Regions from separate parts of the Gossypium hirsutum genome. Here regions 1 and 2 are each linked to region 3. The links are chromatin contacts, called in public Hi-C maps. All regions are on one chromosome and are shown on one strand. The core of a region is the stretch at or near the end of the contact, and the rest is flanking DNA. Distances in the headings are between cores, read along the strand shown. Region 1 holds the start of LOC107903827 (protein SUPPRESSOR OF QUENCHING 1, chloroplastic). Region 2 holds the start of LOC107939081 (calreticulin). Region 3 has its middle 15 kb from the start of LOC121212881.

Region 1 (2,842 bases), core at 181-2,680, 400 kb before region 3:
CATAATAAGAACAAGAAAAAAAAAAAACAGATTGATGCTGCAAAGCTAAAAATGTAAATATACAACCAATATATTCATCCAAACAACTATATTAGGTTGGCAGTTGGCTTACATTGATAAGGGCAATCCAGCAGCAGCTAAGTTAGCATCTACCTTGACACGATCAGCACTGGATGCAACAGCCACTTTTAGGCCTTTGTTTTTACACTGTCACACAGAATATTCCATCATATGATCATAAACCTGAGGTGACATCATTATCTCTCCAGTGACAATTGGCTTACGTACCTCATTAATGAGCTCAAAAGCACCTGGAAATCCTATTCCAGAATTAGGTTTTGCATACTACAAGAAGGAAAGAACTTTTTGTGTGAAAATTTGTTCACTGAAAAACACTAAAAATGGGCATTGTATGATTGTCCTTTCATAAGAAGAAAGAATAACTCTCCATATAAAAACTAAGTGCTGATTACCTTATCAAGATATATCTCAAAGAATCTCTTTTTTGCTGCCTCAGTGTTAAATTCTTTAACACCCTTAACAGAAGCAACGCCTCCTAAAAAGTTTGCTTCACCTGGTATATCAGTGAAGTAGAAATATGCAGGTAAAGTTAACAGCTCTTCATGACATCAAAATTAATTGACAATAAATCAGAAGAACTATTTGTCGCAGATTTACATATTTATGAAGAACTCTTTGAAACACATTTACTTCTTAATCAGCACCATACAATTAATCACCTACATTCCTCAAAATTCATACTTTTCCGAATCACTCAAATTTATGGAAGACTATCCATAACAGGAGAAACTTAAAATAAATATCAAGGGATCAAACTAAAATTTTACCCATTCCAGTGAAAGGAGCAAAGTCCTCCGCAATGACTTGGACACCCATCTCTGCAAAAACATCAACAGCAGCCTTTCTAGAAGGGTTCTCACTATTGCACAACACTCCATCCATGTCAAAAAGTACAGCTGTCACCTTGCCCCACTCTTGTTTACTAGTTTCTTTCACATTCTTTTCTTCCACCTTAACACATGCCTTTACCACCATTTTCCTTGTAAAAATTCTGCACTTGGATCTCCATTGAAAGAAGGAGGTTGCTGTTGAGATGGGTTTGGGTGATGAGAAGAAGGAGAGCTTTGTTGGATCAGATAGAGCAGTTGGAGTTGACAATAGTCTCACGGCCATAGCACAAACTCAGTTTTCTGTTTGAGTGGCGGTAACTGGCTCCTGGAAAGGAGCTTTTCAGGATTAAATTGTTTGGGTTTTTTTTGGTGGACTAAATCATCCTTGATGTAATTAAAACAGACCTTTGATTTGTTGGGCTAGTTGTCCTTGTAGTGCACTGAAAATGGTTGGATGGTGTTTATACTATAAGTAGTGGTGGAGATGAAGCTTCGTCTTCTGCTGATTATTTATTTGGTTGCCAATAATTGGTGCTTTATCCAATGCATTTGTATGGGTCTTAGTGACATTAAACTAGTGACAGGGGCCCACTAAAAATAGATAATGATAATTGGAGTAAAATTTGGTAAATACTCCATAATAAGTGTTTCCTCACCGTTAATATAAAAGGAAGTATTGTATGAAATTATGGTTACACCTAATTTTATCTCTTTTCAATAGAAAAATAATTAATTTTTAATTTTTCTTCTTTTAATATAATATATATATATAAATAAAAGATAATTGTTGTTTACCTTGAGGATTTAAATATTATTTTTAAAATATAAAAAATTAATTTTAAAAAAATTGAGATGAAAGATATTATAAAAACAAAATTTTGTTTCGGCCTATACATTGAGTATTTAAATGATGAAATTCATATCCATCAGTCAACTTATATAAAAAAAATCTTAAAGAAATTTTACTTGGATAAATCATATTCATTGAATACCTCAATAGTTGTAAAATCACTATATGGGAATAAAGACTCATTTCGTCTTGATGAAAATGATGAAGAATTTTTTGGTCATGAAGTACCATATTTAAAAGTTATAGACTTATAAGGCATTAGTGTATCTTGAAACAACACACGACCTGATATAACATTCATAGTGAACTTGTTAACAAAATTTAAATTCTTCTCAAACACAGAGACATTGTATGAAATTAAACATGTATTTAGATGTCTTAGAAGAACCATCCATATGGAATTATTTTATCCAAGTGGAAGTTGAATTATTCTTTCTTTTTTCTACTATTCTCTTTTGTTCTTTATAATGATATTAGTTTATAATATTTATGAAATAATTAAAAATAATTTATAGTTATTTCAAATTATATTTTTATTAATAAAATAATATATCACAATATTTTATTTTTATTTCTTTATGACTTAATAATATATCATTTAGTACTAGAGTATGACATTTTTTTTATAACTCCCCCATACTTGACCCGATCGTCGGGTCAAGATATCAAAAGGCTACATTTGTTGTTGAAGCAATGATAATTAAATTAAATTCATTTCATCAATTCATTCAAGTTATTGGGGTCATTAAACATTTCTAATATAATTCAAACACATGTCTAAATTTTATACGAGCTTCTAATAGCTCTTTTAATAGTCAAACACAACAACGTGGAACCCTCGATGCTGCGACGTCACATATTGACTTATGTCATCGAGACGTGGTAATCTTGATGTCGTGACGTGCATTCTATTTTTAAAATTTTTCCATTTCTTCAAATTTCATCACCTATAACCCTATTCAAATATCAAATTTCTACCAATTCAATCAACATTCCATTCATATAAGTTCAATTCCAATCTCAAGAACACATAATTCATCATAAACTCATTCAAAAAGGCTAAGTTTATAATGTTAACAAA
Region 2 (2,700 bases), core at 51-2,550, 370 kb after region 3:
TTTTTATTGAAATTTGTTGGTTGAGATTTTAAAATTGGATTTTCCTTGGTTCAAGTAATGTTGGATTACTTTACCTATTTTAGTTATTTTGAGTTAGAATAATTTTTAAATTTGGATTTTTATTTTTTATAGTCAACTTGAATTAAATTATATTTAAATTTAAATTAATCAAATAAAAATTTTAAATTTAACTACTCTATTGAATTTTTCAATGAATATCTAATGATAGAATTATTTTAGTTTTGATATATTAAAATAATTCTTAAATTTCATTAATCAAATTTGTAAATTTTAATTTGATAATATCTAAAATATTTTCAGATGTTATAAAACATATAATCATGTTTCTAAGGGCCCTAACATTATAAACTTTCAAAATGTTGTAAACCTTTTTAAATCAATTTTATATTTATAAGTACCGATAACTTCTAAAGATATCTAACAAAACTTTCAAAAGAAGCAACGTATCGAAATTTATAAAATAAGTATCAAAACTTATATTTAAAATAAATTTTCTTTTTACTTTTATAAAAATAATATATTTACATTATTATATTTAAATTTCATTTAAAAATATAAAATATTAGGTTAATAAGAACTAAATTATGATATAAATAATTTTTAGATATTGTATAAAAATATTTTTTAAATATCAAGTAAAATATTTAAGATTTAATTTTTCAAACATCGATTTGAGATGAAAGTTTTTTTAAAAAAAAAAAGATTTTTATGCATAATAAATATTATATTACAGTTCTATGCTATTTTCTCATATTACTAGACTCAAATTCACATTTAGTATCTATCTAAAACGTAAATATCTAAACAAATTTACAAATTTTCTTTTACCAATAGATGCCATAAATTTTAATGGAAGTTTCGGGATGATAAAACTGAAACCCAACCGCTAATACGAGACCAATTAAGAGACGTAAATAATCTGCTGCTACGCCTCAAACCAACGTCTAGGTGGACGGCCTCTACAGTTCTGTGGATCATTGCCTGCTTGCCACATGTAACACAATTCCGCTGAAATGAGACGTAACGTACTCCTAGCCTAACAAGGCAAAATCCTCCTACGTGTCACGTGAAATTCCTAGCCAATAAATTTTTGCCACGTCAACTTAGTGACACCTGTGAATGACATGTCATCAAGCCATTGGCTTCAGTCATTAACTTCAGTCCACGTCATATTTACAGAAAATAATAATACCTCGTTTTAACTGGGCCGTAAAAAGTAAAAAGTAAAAAGGAAGAAAACCATTGAAACGCAACGAGTATTATATAAACGGTACCAAAACAACCCATCAGACTATCAGTGCACTGCAGTTCTACATTCTCGCTCCGTGGAGTTCAGCTATGGCGATTCCTAAACGGATCCCTAATTTTATCTCTCTAATTCTTGTCTCTTTCTTCGTCATTGCCTCTGCTGAAGTATTCTTCGAAGAGCGTTTCGATGGTAAACTCTTTCTCACTCATTTTCCCCCCGCTTTCTAATACTCAATCTACATGCATTGAATCTTAACGTTTTAGATTGTTTTTTTTTGTTTGAATCTTTTTTTTTATTTAAGAGGTTTTGATATTTTAACTTGACGTAAATGAATGGATCGGTGATTTTTAAATGTTAAGTAGGTGATCTGGCTGTTTTCGATGGTTCCTTTACTCGAATGATTAATTTCGTTTAAAAGATGTAGTGAGTCGAGTAGATCTACACGTAATATGATTCCATAAAAGGCTCTAATTATAAAAATATATAAATTATTAGAAATGTGTTTGAATTCTTTGAGAAATGGGTGTGAATTTGTGTATTGTGTTTCAATTGTTCTGTAACTGTAGAGGATAATTGGATGAAATGATGATTAATATTATCATTCTGCTTTAGTTTATGTTATTTTTTTGTTATTTGATATATCTTGAGAATGAAAACACTAGTTCTTAGCAAAATTAATTAGATGTTATGGTCTTTTAAATCAGGGTAGATATCAGAGTCTAGCTAATGTGTTCCTACTACTTAACGTACTATGCATGGCTGCGTTACTAAAATTTTGCTTTCCCTTTAACAAACGAGAAGCTGCTTATGTTTTTATTGTACGTTTCACTGTTTTCAAACAGAAGAATTTGACCTTTTCTTTTTCTGGCTGATTTTGCATTTCTATTGTTTTTAAACCAAAGATGGATGGGAAAGTCGGTGGGTAAAATCTGACTGGAAGAAAGATGACAACATGGCTGGGGAATGGAATTACACTTCTGGAAAATGGAGTGGGAATCTTAATGACAAAGGTATTCAAACTAGTGAAGACTACAGGTTCTATGCTATTTCGGCTAAGTTCCCAGAAGTTAACAACAAGGGCAAGACTCTAGTCTTCCAATTTTCTGTCAAGCATGAGCAGCAGCTTGACTGTGGTGGTGGTTACATGAAACTACTCAGTGGTGACATTGACCAGAAGAATTTTGGTGGTGACACCCCATACAGGTTTTACTTTATGATCTAACCTCTTGGTATCTCTAAAAGATTTTATTGCAGATTTACTGATTTTTTTGTAATGTTGGTTGGGTGCAGCATTATGTTTGGGCCTGATATCTGTGGAAGCACAAAGAAAGTACATGCTATTCTTCATTACAAGGGGACAAACCACTTGATGAAAAAGGAAGTTCCATGTGAGACTGACCAACTTACTCATGTTTACACATTTATTCTGC
Region 3 (2,935 bases), core at 426-2,925:
GTAAGCCTCTGTAACAATATTGATGAATTTGACGTGCTTATAGCGCAGCTCTTTGTAGCATCTTTCTTCAAGGTACTTGGCAATCTATTAAAAGCAGAAAAATCCACAATATCTGAGTCTGTTTACCTATTACCGGCAAACAAATAAGAAAGATAGTAATTTCTACCTTTGGAATTCGGAAAGGATTTCTCGCAGCATATTCACATAACTTCGTAATTTTCCTTTCATTTGGAGGAGCACCCTACAATGCATTGCAAGGCATTAAGTTTAGAATCCTAGCTTATCAAAAAGTGGATGCAATGCAAAATGAACAATGACTCTTCAGAAATGCACCAACTGAATAATTAACCGCATCTAACAATTTTGCTTAATCTCCAGTTTCTTCCAAGATCCAACCAAAGGATAACTTTTTTTCTCTTAAAGTATAAAACAACATAAAGGAACCAACTATAGAGGAGTGTATTTTTATTCTATTAATGTGAAATTACAGTACTCAAATGGCATTAGAGTCAAAGCCGAGAACTCTAGGCAGCTATGTAGCTCAACTCTTCATTTTGCATGAATATGAGTGTAGGATATGAATCTCCAAATACATGAAAAACTTATGTCAAAATTGAACATATCCTTACAGGACACATACTTGTATCCGACACTCACATGTGAGTCCGAGTAACCAACTGAATAGCCACAATCACAGCAACAACCTAGCGCCGATTCAAAAAGAAAAACTCTAGCAGACATTATTGGCATATTGCAGGATCAAATATTCCTTATTGATACGCCCACATTAAAAATTAAAGTACTCAGAATCAAGCTAACTTAAATAGCCATCACCAAAAACCCAAATATGTACAAAGACTTCCTCTGTAGTTTCACCAAGACCACCATTACCAAAATGTATAATCCAAAAAGAAGAAAAAGAAAAGAGTGGATACTCACAGGAGACTTGGGGAATATTTCAGACAATAATTTCTTGTAACGCTTAACAGGTTGTCGAGATCTTGACCTCAAAGCAGGACAGCACACACACATGCTTTCACAAGCTGGGAAGATTTTCCTAGAGATGATCCCCATTTCTGTGCATGCGCAAAGGACAAGTTTAGATTAGAAGAACAGTGAACAAACCTAAAACTATCTTATCTTTGTTCTCCAAATAATGAACCAAAACTTCCACCATACAAAGATAGCAAATTTAATGCACCCCTTTTCCTAAAAAGGAGAAGAAAAGAAAGAACGGATGAAAGAACGAATCATAAATTAACAAAAGAATAAATTTTAAGGTCAGACAAGAACAATGGTGAACTATTTGTACCTAAAACAACGTAATAAGGCTTGTTATTTTTATTTTTATTTTTTGGAAAAAGGGAAAAACCACAATGTCCAAAACAAAATACAGAGGCCAATATACCACCAGCCCAGAAAATAAAAAGAGATGTAATAAAATTTACCACATAAACATAAATTAAAGACCCTACTTGGAAGGTATTAATAATGGGATGAAGAGCAAAAGAGAGCTTCCCCTGCAGTGGGTGGCAGATCTGCAGGAGCAAGAATCGTAGAAGAGAGTGAAAGAAAACCAATGCAAACAGCGGGGGGAGCAAAACGGCGTGGCTCAAGGAAAGGCGCATGAAAAAGAGAGAGAAAGATACAGAGCTATACATGTACGTAGAGAAAGAGAGAGAGTATAAGCAACATCACGTGATGGGGTGTCAGATTTTCTAATCTATGTATGTTTGCTTAGTGGTAAAAGTGAAAAATGTCTTTGCCTTCGTGACAGAAACTGGAAGACCCCCAAAACTCAAAATTCAAATAAAAAAAACAAAGGAAAATCAAGCAGACAACATCCAGTTCCAAAGTACTTGCAATCCCAATTACCAACAACTACTTTTCTTCTAGCTGTGTTTGAAAATTGAAAACCAATGAAAAAAGAGCTGTTCCCCTTTCATCATTCTTTGAATTTTGCTTTTATTGTAGTCAGTGTACTCCATGTCTCAAAGAAATCCTAATTTTGAAAAGGGATGATAAATTTTTAGAGTTTCATAGAACTTTCTTATGCTTAGAAATACCTATCCACAGAGGATACATAACATAATATTCAAATAAAAGAAAAAGGCATGCTTGCTTATATTCTTTTATTTTGATTGATGGAGACAAAAGAGGAGATGTTGATGGTACAAAGGAGTCAATTCACTTAAACAAACGGAAAATTGAAAAGAAATAAGAGGAGAAGGAAGGATGTTGTGAAGGCATGAAAAGGAGTGTAGTGAATAGGCGGTCAAGATTGCTAAAGAGGAAGAAGATCTATTTTTCCTTCTGTCTTGGAGTATTTATAACAAAACTTTCTTATCTAGTGATGTGATAAGTTAGTTACCATCATGGAGTATATGAGGGAGGTGTGTGGCATTACTTATTTTGTTATTCCTTTTGAGGAGTACAAAATTATTATACTTAGATAGGCTTTAATGGTCTCTAAAGAGAGTATTTATATTTGAAGAAATGTTCATATTGAAAAGAGAGTGACCAAATCATGATAAGTGGGAAGCTTAATGAAAGAGGATGTTCTCTTTATTAATAGGTGGTCTCATGACGAGTGCTTAGTCAGTGAGCTTAAATAGTTGAAAACAGCTCAACGAACATGAGATGAAGAACAATCTTCAAACATCCACCTAGTGCCTTCTGAAAGTATCACATGTCTAACCCGAATGAGGCATAACAAACTTTGTTAATGAGTAATATCATAAACATTAACCTCTTTTTAACTTATATGACATTGAAACTATAGAGCAAACTAAAATACTTAAAAAGAATAGTAGAACTGTTCTCAATAGCTTTGCACTTATTACAACTTATCGTAAGCCTTTTATTCCATTAAAAGGAGGGAAAGAAGTTAGTATGAACCCTCAGCCATATATAGTAGAGGCATCATCTATTTTAC

Evidence for each region. A called contact is a pair of places that touch in the nucleus more often than the background predicts.
Region 1: a Hi-C map of leaf shows a contact between it and region 3, with 4 times the contacts expected there. The contact joins the promoter of LOC107903827 here to the enhancer-like site in region 3. A contact is called at or near these places in 2 of 34 Hi-C or Micro-C datasets (both in leaf).
Region 2: a Hi-C map of leaf shows a contact between it and region 3, with 2.1 times the contacts expected there. The contact joins the promoter of LOC107939081 here to the enhancer-like site in region 3. A contact is called at or near these places in 3 of 34 Hi-C or Micro-C datasets (all in leaf).

Annotation. Positions count from the first base shown.
Region 1 is chrA13:79,973,360-79,976,201 of Gossypium_hirsutum_v2.1, reverse strand. LOC107903827 (protein SUPPRESSOR OF QUENCHING 1, chloroplastic) reads right to left here and starts at 1,430. Exons shown (of 28, transcript XM_016829998.2): 1 at 849-1,430; 2 at 474-574; 3 at 289-345; 4 at 113-207. The coding sequence starts at 1,194.
Region 2 is chrA13:79,207,564-79,210,263 of Gossypium_hirsutum_v2.1, reverse strand. LOC107939081 (calreticulin) reads left to right here and starts at 1,300. Exons shown (of 13, transcript XM_016872364.2): 1 at 1,300-1,459; 2 at 2,173-2,473; 3 at 2,561-2,700. The coding sequence starts at 1,360.
Region 3 is chrA13:79,577,306-79,580,240 of Gossypium_hirsutum_v2.1, reverse strand. It overlaps the pseudogene LOC107893623. Among protein-coding and RNA genes, the nearest start is that of LOC121212881, 15 kb to the right of the region's middle. Within about 2 kb of position 1,675, at least 4 of the 9 cell types and tissues checked have an H3K27ac peak or open chromatin away from gene starts, as enhancers often do. A contact at or near this core is called in leaf, where this site is marked.